Regions from separate parts of the Pan troglodytes genome. Here regions 1 and 3 are each linked to region 2. A link is a contact called in public HiChIP or PLAC-seq data. All regions are on one chromosome and are shown on one strand. The core of a region is the stretch at or near the end of the contact, and the rest is flanking DNA. Distances in the headings are between cores, read along the strand shown. Region 1 holds the start of SEC23A (SEC23 homolog A, COPII coat complex component). Region 2 holds the start of FBXO33 (F-box protein 33). Region 3 holds the start of TRAPPC6B (trafficking protein particle complex subunit 6B).

Evidence for each region. HiChIP or PLAC-seq counts read pairs in DNA pulled down with a chosen protein or histone mark.
Region 1: an H3K4me3 HiChIP or PLAC-seq map of stem cell-derived excitatory neurons shows a contact between it and region 2, with 4 times the contacts expected there. The contact joins the promoter of SEC23A here to the promoter of FBXO33 in region 2. A contact is called at or near these places in 1 of 7 Hi-C or Micro-C datasets (stem cell-derived neural progenitor cells) and 1 of 1 datasets of contacts at active chromatin or transcription factors (stem cell-derived excitatory neurons).
Region 3: an H3K4me3 HiChIP or PLAC-seq map of stem cell-derived excitatory neurons shows a contact between it and region 2, with 5 times the contacts expected there. The contact joins the promoter of TRAPPC6B here to the promoter of FBXO33 in region 2. A contact is called at or near these places in 1 of 7 Hi-C or Micro-C datasets (stem cell-derived neural progenitor cells) and 1 of 1 datasets of contacts at active chromatin or transcription factors (stem cell-derived excitatory neurons).

Annotation. Positions count from the first base shown.
Region 1 is chr15:37,342,814-37,345,857 of NHGRI_mPanTro3-v2.0_pri, reverse strand. It overlaps SEC23A (SEC23 homolog A, COPII coat complex component), which reads left to right and starts at 1,324. Exons shown (of 20, transcript XM_001145529.8): 1 at 1,324-1,489.
Region 2 is chr15:37,673,203-37,676,225 of NHGRI_mPanTro3-v2.0_pri, reverse strand. It overlaps FBXO33 (F-box protein 33), which reads left to right and starts at 1,655. Exons shown (of 4, transcript XM_001149215.7): 1 at 1,655-2,530. The coding sequence starts at 1,926. It overlaps LOC134808287 (a long non-coding RNA gene), which reads right to left and starts at 1,515. Exons shown (of 2, transcript XR_010150914.1): 1 at 1,433-1,515.
Region 3 is chr15:37,410,454-37,413,259 of NHGRI_mPanTro3-v2.0_pri, reverse strand. It overlaps TRAPPC6B (trafficking protein particle complex subunit 6B), which reads left to right and starts at 1,440. Exons shown (of 5, transcript XM_063792864.1): 1 at 1,440-1,811. The coding sequence starts at 1,731.

The DNA.
Region 1 (3,044 bases), core at 75-2,574, 330 kb after region 2:
CAAACATCCTCTTCCACCTTCCAAAACAACTTTAGTACACACATTATAGAAAGGGAAATATGTTTGGTGCTTTTTTTTTTTTTTTTTTTGAGACAGTCTCACTCTGTCACCCAGACTGGAGTGCAATGGCGTGGTCTCGGCTCACTGCAACCTCCGCCTCCTGGGTTCAAGCAATTCTTCTGCCTCATCCTCCCGAGTAGCTGGGACTACAGGAGCGTGCCACCACACCCGGCTAATTTTTGTATTTTTAGTAGAGACGGGGTTTCACTATGTTGGCCAGGCTGGTCTCGAACTCCTTACCTTGTGATCCACCTGCCTCCGCCTCCCAAAGTGTTGGTATTACAGGCGTGAGCCACCGCGCCCAGCCTGGTGCTGCTGTCTTATTTCTCATGAATATGAGCTTTCAAGGACAGGGACTTGATCTTCTTTTCCATTCCATAAAATGTTGATATGGCTAAACTTTGCAGGCTTTTAGGCGTTGTCATATATGCAATTAATTCCATGGGCACTTAATTTCATTCCCCTCACTGAAGGAAGGGGTTGTCTGAGACCACCAAGCTCTAATGTCTTACCAATCTGTTGCTTTCTCATTTTGTTCAACGTTTTTCTTGGAAAGAAAAACGTTGAACATATCAAGATGAATCAGCCAAATATTGTACTGTGTGTGTGTGTTTTGGGGGTGGGGGGAGACAGAGTTGAGGTGGCAGAGGCAATGTAGGAGGAAAAGACAGGCTGACTAAAATACATAAATAGTACGTGAATTCTTTCGGGCCAGGGATCTGGGCCTACTTTGCCTGCATCATATTACCAGCATCTCAATTGTGTCTGGCACATAGTAAGTTTCAGTAAACATTTGTTGCACTAAGTGAAAGAATGAACTTTTCACTTTTTTCAGAGATGTGATTTGTGATTCTCGGAATCAACCAGGGTCCTAAGATGTCCTGGAGGCCGTCTTCATTTCTCTCGGTGAGCTAAGGTGTCCGAGTGGCACCAGTTCTCCACTCTTTCTGCGACCTGCAGGGAGTGGGATACGCTGTGGCTTTAGGGAGCTGGGAAAGGCGCTCTCTCCCGGTCCCGCTCTGCCCGGTCCCACGCCCCTCGGCCGCCCGGCTGCCTGGGTCTTCCGGGTTCTTCCGCCCCTCTGGCTCGGTCCCCGCTACCTCTCCTCCCTCCTCCCCTCTTGGTACCTTCGCCCGCCGCGCGCCTTTCTCAAATCCTCCGGTTATTAAGCAAGCTCAGGGGTCCGGTGGCCTGCCCTGGTAACTCTGCGCCCGCCCCTTCCTGCCCCCTTCCTGCCCTCACGCCCCGTCCCCTCCTCTTGACGTGGCAGAGGCGGCGCCAGCCATGTTGGCCGGGCGGAGGTCTTCGCTGAGGCCCGGGGCGGGGTGGCGCCACCCCTGATTGCGGTGCCACGGACTGCTTCTGCTGGGCGGAGAGGACAGATTTTGCAAAGCGGAGGCTGCGACGGGTCCTGCAGGGGGACAGTGAGGTAAGGGCCGCCTCGTCTCCGCTCTTGGGGGACCGCAGGTGCGCAGCGGGGAGCGGGGGCGGGCTGGCGGCGGCGGGCTGGGAACTGGGATCCTGGGGTGGTCCCGGCTTTGCCCTCTCGGTGCCCCGGGGCCAGCGAGGTGTGCTGGAGGCTGAGGCCCGGTCCGGCGCGGGGAGCGTTGAGTGCTGAGCTTGCCACCCTCTCACCCACTTCGCTCTGCCGGGGCCGGGGGCCCGGCCTCCTCCAGCTGCCCTGGATTAGGTGGAAAGATGTGGAAAACGGTGGTTCGAGCATCTCGCCCAGCACCCACCCCCACCTCCTGGGCCACCCACCTCCACCCAAGTCCATCATCGCCTCTGGGCCCTTGGACTTACTGTTTCATTCCTTGCCAGATATGGAGTGTCCTAGACTTTGACCCAATTGACTACGTCACCCGTAATTCAGCCTTGGAAGTTAAAGGGGTTAAAGGGGAAAAGAGCTTGGTAAAGATAATGCCTTGGGTTTTGATTACAAAGAGTTCCGTTTTCCAGCAGGACCAGCCCTATCTCACTGGGTTTTCTTTCTACGGTAGGTAGTGTTTCCCGATTTGGTGGTAAAGGTACTGCCTGAGGAAGGTCATAGTAAATCTACATCAATCACTGAAGTGGGGATGTGGAATTCTCGTTTTCACTTGAACTCCCTCAACCTCTACCGTCCAAAGCCATGGATAACTAGCCAAATTAACTTGGTTTAAAAAGGTTTTAGATTTAAATATAAATGCATGTTGAGTTTTCCTTCTCTTTCTCCTCTGGTAGTGAATGAACATCATTTCAGAAGTCCAGCTATTTTTTTTTTTTTTTCTGAGACGGAGTCTTGCTCTGTCGCCCAGGCTGGAGTGCAGTGGCGCGATCTCGGCTCACTGCAACCTCCGCCTCCCTGGTTCAAGCGATTCTCCTGCTTCAGCCTCCCGAGTAGCTGGGATTACAGGGGCGAGCTACTATGCCCGGCTAATTTTTGTATCTTTAGTAGAGACGGGGTTTCACCATGTTGGCCAGGCTGGTCTCGAACTCCTGACCTCAGGTGATCCGCCCGCCTCGGCCTCCCAAAGTGCTGGGATCACAGGCATGAGCCACTGCGCCCGGCCAGAGTCCAGCTATTTTTAATTGACTTACAGAATTTTAGAGTTAGATGGGACCTTGTGATTTTCTAGTCCAAGTCTCTTGTTTTGCTGATGAGAAAAACAGGATTCAGAGAGGTTAATTGTCCAAGATCATAAGAAGACAATTCATTGAGGATTTTGGAAGTGAAAAGTAGGAGACAAATTTAATTGGCAACTAACAGATACATCTAATTGGAAGGAACTCAAATTTACTTGGCAAGTACATTTTCAATTAGATATGAATAAAAGGGCTTAAAATTAGAATATTGAAAAACTATCATAGGGAAAGTCTTTTTTTTTTTTTTTTTTTTTTTGAGACGGAGTCTCGCTCTGTCACCCAGGCTGGAGTGCAGTGGAACGATTTCGGCTCACTGCAACCTCCGCCTCCCAGGTACAAGCTAAGCTATTCTCCTGTCT
Region 2 (3,023 bases), core at 406-2,905:
GAAAAAAATATCAATCTCAAATTACAGTGCATTTCTAGAATATTAAAAAAAAAAGTCAGAGAACTGGAAACCCTCATACATTGCTGGTGGGAATGAAAAATGATGCAGCCACTTTGGAAAAAGTTTCTGTTTCTCAAAAAGTTATACATAGAACTACCCTACGACCCATCACTTTCATTCCTAGGTATCTACCCAAGACAAATTAAAACATACGTCCACACAAAGACTTGCACATGAATGTTCACAGCATTATTCATAACTCGAAACGACCTAAATGTCTGTAAACTGGTAAATGGGTAGTGTTTCATCCTGCCGAACCCACGACTGGGGTCGCCCTCTAAGAGTTCATTAAAATTAATAAGGTATAATTACCTAAAACTCTTGTAAACAGGGGCTCGAATAAGTAACCTATCACAATTGATAAACCACATCATGTTGTTGGCAACCTGATATGTGCAAGGCATTAAACGGAGAGCTTTGCCCTCAAAGGGTTAAGAACATCTAGAATGGGGGTCTCCTCTTTCGTCTTGGGAGCCCCCTCCGTCTGTCTCTGTAGTGGGGAGCTTCTTCCTTCAGCCTTCTTGCTTCTTTCTTGCCTATTAAACTCTCCGCTCCTTAAAACCAAAAAAAAAAAAAAAAAAAAAAGTCCAAAAAGTCTTGGTGTTTACCACAAAAGAACGAGGCTATTCCAAAATCACAGCCTCCCTAAAGCAACTCTCAATTATTACATAAAGAGGCAGCCTCCCTAAAGCAACCCTCGATTATTACATAAAGTCACTTAATCTTTTCTGACTTCACCACTCTTTGCAACCAGAGTTTACTTTGCAGTAGGCTGTGGTGAAGTTAGGGACATGATTTGGAAAATCTAAGTTAGGGGTACCAGGCAAAAAAAGAAGAAGAAGAAAGAAAAAAAATCAAAGCTCTGTCATTACTGTGAACTTTTCAACGAGAGCCTTAAATCTCAGCACTGGGAACAGAGACCCTTCCTCAAGCCCTGGAGAAGAGGCTGGTAACAACCTGCGGATCTCAGATCCCTTTGCCAATTTTTTTCTCTCCCTCTGAATCCAAAGGGTGACGCTGTCCTCACTGCTTCCCCACACACCAGCGAGTGCGCGGAAGTCCACCTGCGTGGTTGGACCGAGGGGGCAGGTCCATTCGCGGCCTCCGCCACGCCCCACACCGCCCCTCCCGGCACAGCCCGCCGGGGTTAGCCCGCCCGTCCGCCAGCTCCCTCTCAGCGGCGCAATCTCAGGAATTCTTAACCCTACTCTGGGCAGGTGGGATGGCTGAGAAAGACCCTGCATGCCGCCACTTTGGCTCAGGGTCCTCAGCCCAAACTGAGAAACGTTTTACAAAGAAGCGTGACGACCTCTCGCACTAAGCCAGAGTACCGCCACCTCCATCGACCGAGCGCCAAAATTAACCGACTTACAGATGTGACTGGGCGCAGCGGCCACCGTAAGGCGTAAGGGGTGCCAAGTGCCGGTTCCAGTCCCGCCCAGCCCCGCCCCGCCCCGCCCCGCGGCCTGCGTGCGTCAGAGATCACGTGCCGCGTCTCCCGTCCCTACAGGCAATCGGGCGCTCCCCTCTTCCGGAAGTCGCGCCGGTGCGCGCCGGACTCCTCCCACCAGCGGCGACGTCAAACTCAGCTCCTACCACTTCTCTGTCTCTGCCGACCGGCGCAGGGAGGGCTGCCTTTTCCTTACAGTACGCCTTGAGGCTTCCGGGCCGCTGAAGTTTACGAGCGAGGGCAGTGCAGTTACTCAGTGTGCCGGCCTCGGACGCACGTGAGTAGAGTTTGAGAGGACAGAGGCTGGCTCCCGGCAGGCCACGCCCGCAGAGGCCTTTCCCCCTCTCCACAACTTGTGTTCTACTTGGTTCCGCCGAGACCCACGACGGTTCCGCCCCCTTCTTCCTTGTCATTGATGTTGTTGTTCTTGTCAGTGCCGCAGCCCCGACCGCCGGGAGCTCGAACCCGAGCCGGGGCCGCCCGGGTGGCGCGGTGGCGGCGGCTGCGGCTGCGGCTGCAGCAGCTGCGACGGCTGCGGGGGCTGCTCCGGGTACTGCGGGGGCGGCCGGGAGCCGGCAGCCGGCGGCGGGGCCGGATGGCTCTGTGCGGGCAGGCGGCGGGCGCTGCGTCGCTGCCCAGCGAGCTGATCGTGCACATCTTCTCTTTTCTGCCGGCGCCCGACCGGCTGCGGGCCTCGGCCTCCTGCTCGCACTGGCGTGAGTGCCTCTTCTATCCGGCCCTGTGGCCCCAGCTCCGCATCTGCCTCCGCGTCTCGCCCGCGGAGCAGCCTCGGCTGGAATTCCTCATGCGCAAGTGCGGCTGGTTCGTGCGAGAGCTGCGTGTTGAATTCGCCGCCGAGAACTATCTGAGCGGCAGTGGCCCAGGGGACGGAGGTGGCGCGGACACCGGGACTGGAGGGGAGGAAGTCGAGGCCCTGCAGCTCTCAGCTCGTTGGCTGGAAGTGCTGCGCACCTACTTGGAGCTGGTGCTTTGCGTGCTGGTCAGCATCCGGAACAACAGGTAGGCTTGCCCTGAGCCCCGCCCCGCCCGGTAACGGGGGGTCGCTCCGTCCCCGCACCCCGACACAGATTCTGTGCGTAATACGTGCCCGGCCAACTTCAGTGTTGCCTTCCTCAGTGACGGAGAGTGTTGGTTCTAACTAGGCGGTTTCCTTGAGCGGAAAGGCATAACGGGACTCATCACGATACTTTATAAACAGTGGTGGACGGGGTGTTTAACAGACACCACTTCTGGCGCCTTCCAGGCACTCATTCATCCTCTTGGTGGCCGTGGGATGGAGCTGACAGGCGCTGTCACTTTTCATTTTATATATGGGAGCGTTAAGACTGGGAGGGTGAGGCCTGTGGGTGAGCCTTGGAAGAAACAAAACATACACATAACACGATTTTCTGACTCTGAATCTGTTAGAAATAGTTCACGGTGAGGGAAAGAGTAGGTACTCATAGGACGCTGCCTAAAAGAAATTTTGTAACAGCCATTTTCTTACCAGAAA
Region 3 (2,806 bases), core at 191-2,690, 260 kb after region 2:
AAAACCTACCACAATTAAAATTTTGGAACATGATCTTAAATTCCTGTGAAAGGGCATGAAGAGTTTGTGTGTGTGTGTGTGTGTTTCGTTTTTTGAGACGAAGTCTTGCTCTGTCGCCCAGGCTGGAGTGCAGTGGCACAATTTCTGCTCGCTGCAACCTCTGCCTCCCAGGTTCAAGTGATTCTCCTGCCTCAGCCCTCCGAGTAGCTGGGTTTACAGGCCCCACGCCCGGCTAATTTTTGTATTTTTAGTGGAGACGGGTTTTCACCATGTTGGCCAGGCTGCTCTCAAAACTCATGACCTCGTGATCCCCCCCACCCCCCGTGCCTCGGCCTCCCAAAGTGCTGGATTTTACAGGCATGAGCCACCTTGCGGTATGTTAATTTGGGGGAAAACAACAGGGACAATTGGGGAAAAATTTTGTTTTGTGAATTACCAATGGAAGAACTAATCACAGGCTAAGCAACATGCTTACGGTTGAATTTGCCAAATTTAAGACGTACATACTATGATGTAGCATGTGTATTTATTTGCACATGCAATGGGACAATTCCTACAGTTGTCTCACACTGCTGTAGATTATTAGCAACTCCATCCTGCAGTGACATCGCTTTTCTGAATTCTATAGCACTTTTCACCTAATCCTCTGATTAGTCTGTATTTACCGGTTCAAGTGTATCTTGTTTTTCGTTTGCTCCACTTCCCTTGTCCCTTGCACCCCACTAACAAGAAAATTCCTGGTGGTCAAAATGGCTCTAATTCTTTTTGTATACCCGGGCTTAATTCAATAGGAATTGGGATAACTTTTCAGTATTTAAAAAATTTGCACTGTGAAAACGTATATTTTAAACTCTTTCTACAACTTTTCATATTTGAAGAACATATGGCAGGAAGTGGATGCTTTTGATGAAGCCAAAAGAATTTTTTTAACTTCTATTGCTAATTAACAAGGAGGTGGCCGCGGGAGCTCTTTTTTTTTTTTTTTTTTTTTGAGACGGAGTTTCACTCTTGTTGCCCAGGCTGGAGTGCAGTGGCGCGATCTCAGCTCACCGCAACCTCCGCCTCCCGAGTTCAAGCGATTCTCCTGCCTCAGACTCCCGAGTAGCTGGGATTACAGGCATGCACCACCAGGCCCCGCTAATTTTGTACTTATAGTAGAGACGGGGTTTCTCAGGCTGGTCCGAACTTCTGACCTCATGTGATCCACCGGCCTCCGCCACCCAAAGTGCTGGGATTACAAGCGTGAGCCACCGCGCCCGGGCCAGGCGGGAGCTTTAGGTCTTATTTTATCTTGCTCTGCCCCCGACATCGTGGTGAGAGGGGAACCTTCCTCATATCTGGGCGCTGGCCTCTCCGGGCTTGGGAGAGAGGAACTCAGTGATCATAGAGCTGGCCGAATGCCGGGGTAGAGGGGACCGGAAGTTGTTTTTTTCGCCCCCGCCCAGCTGCCGGATCGCATCTCAGCTGGTTGGCTTTGGTTAGAGCTCCCGTCAGACTTTCGTTCGGCCCTAGGATTTGGTAGCCCCGAAGTGTGGGCTCTCTCCAGTACCAGACTCATTTCAGTACCAGCCTTTGGGAAGTCGTGTGAATACCTCGGTCTCTTAGCCACAGGGACAGAATGGCGGCCTGACGGAGCCGCGGCGCCGGCGAAGTCGCTGAGGCGCGAGCTGGAACCCCCAGACCAGCTCAAACGGGAGCCAAAACTCGAAGCTTGGAAGAATTAGCAGGAAATGGCGGATGAGGCGTTGTTTTTGCTTCTCCATAACGAGATGGTGTCTGGAGTGTACAAGTCCGCGGAGCAGGGGGAGGTGGTGAGTGCTGCCACACGCCCTTGAGGTCCTTTTGCGGTGACACACCTTGTTTCCCCTCAGTGCTTTCCTTCAACCCCTGTCCCATCGCCACCCGACGCCTCCCGAGGTGTACACAAAATGGTCCACCTCCAGGAGTCCTAAACCCTAGAACCTGTCAGTTGTCTCCTTTGAACCGTCATCTTTCATCGTTTTCTCTTTCGTATCTTCTTCTATTTGATTCCTTTTTGTCTATTCCCGTACGTTTGTCTTCCACGCCACAGATTTTGGTACTTTTAGTGTTGTCCCTGCCATTATTTACGAGAGGGTTAACTGCAGAGCCTACTTAGTTTTGCTGGCACTTCCAGCACTTGAGCCATGCACTGGACAGACCTGTGCCAACCTGAGAAGCCTGTCCCTCCTTCCTCATTCCTAATGCTCAGTAGAACTCCACACAACTTGAGACCTGAAGCCTAATGAAGGTTGAGTTTGCAAGGGAAAGTTTGCAGGCGTTAGGATAATTAGGGAACATAATTTAAATTAATTATTTCAGAAAGTATTTATTTAGTGCCCTTATGTCAGAGCGATTTCTAGGTGCCAGGGATATAGTAGTGAATGAAACAATGGCCCCATCCTTGTAGAGATTATTTTTTTAAATCTGATTTAATCCGAAATGTGATAGTATGTAGCGCTTACTTCTAATATGTGGGAGTCCTTATTCAATCATTGTGGGCCTGTCACTGCTGACACTGCTAGATAAATAAAATAATACTCCTGCCTCACAGTATTTAGGGAATAGTGATTTAATGAATAGTTAACACTGAGTATTGGCTGGTAGAATCATGGAGTTGTAACGGATTTTAGAAATACTCCAAACTCATGCTCAAGTCAGGAGCCCTTTCTTTAATGCTATTGATAAAAAATGAGTGGAGAGTGGGGATAGGAAATGTATCCTAGGCAAAGATAAAGTGGTAGAGGTATGAAAGAGTGGTGGATTTAAATACACTTAAGCATTTCTT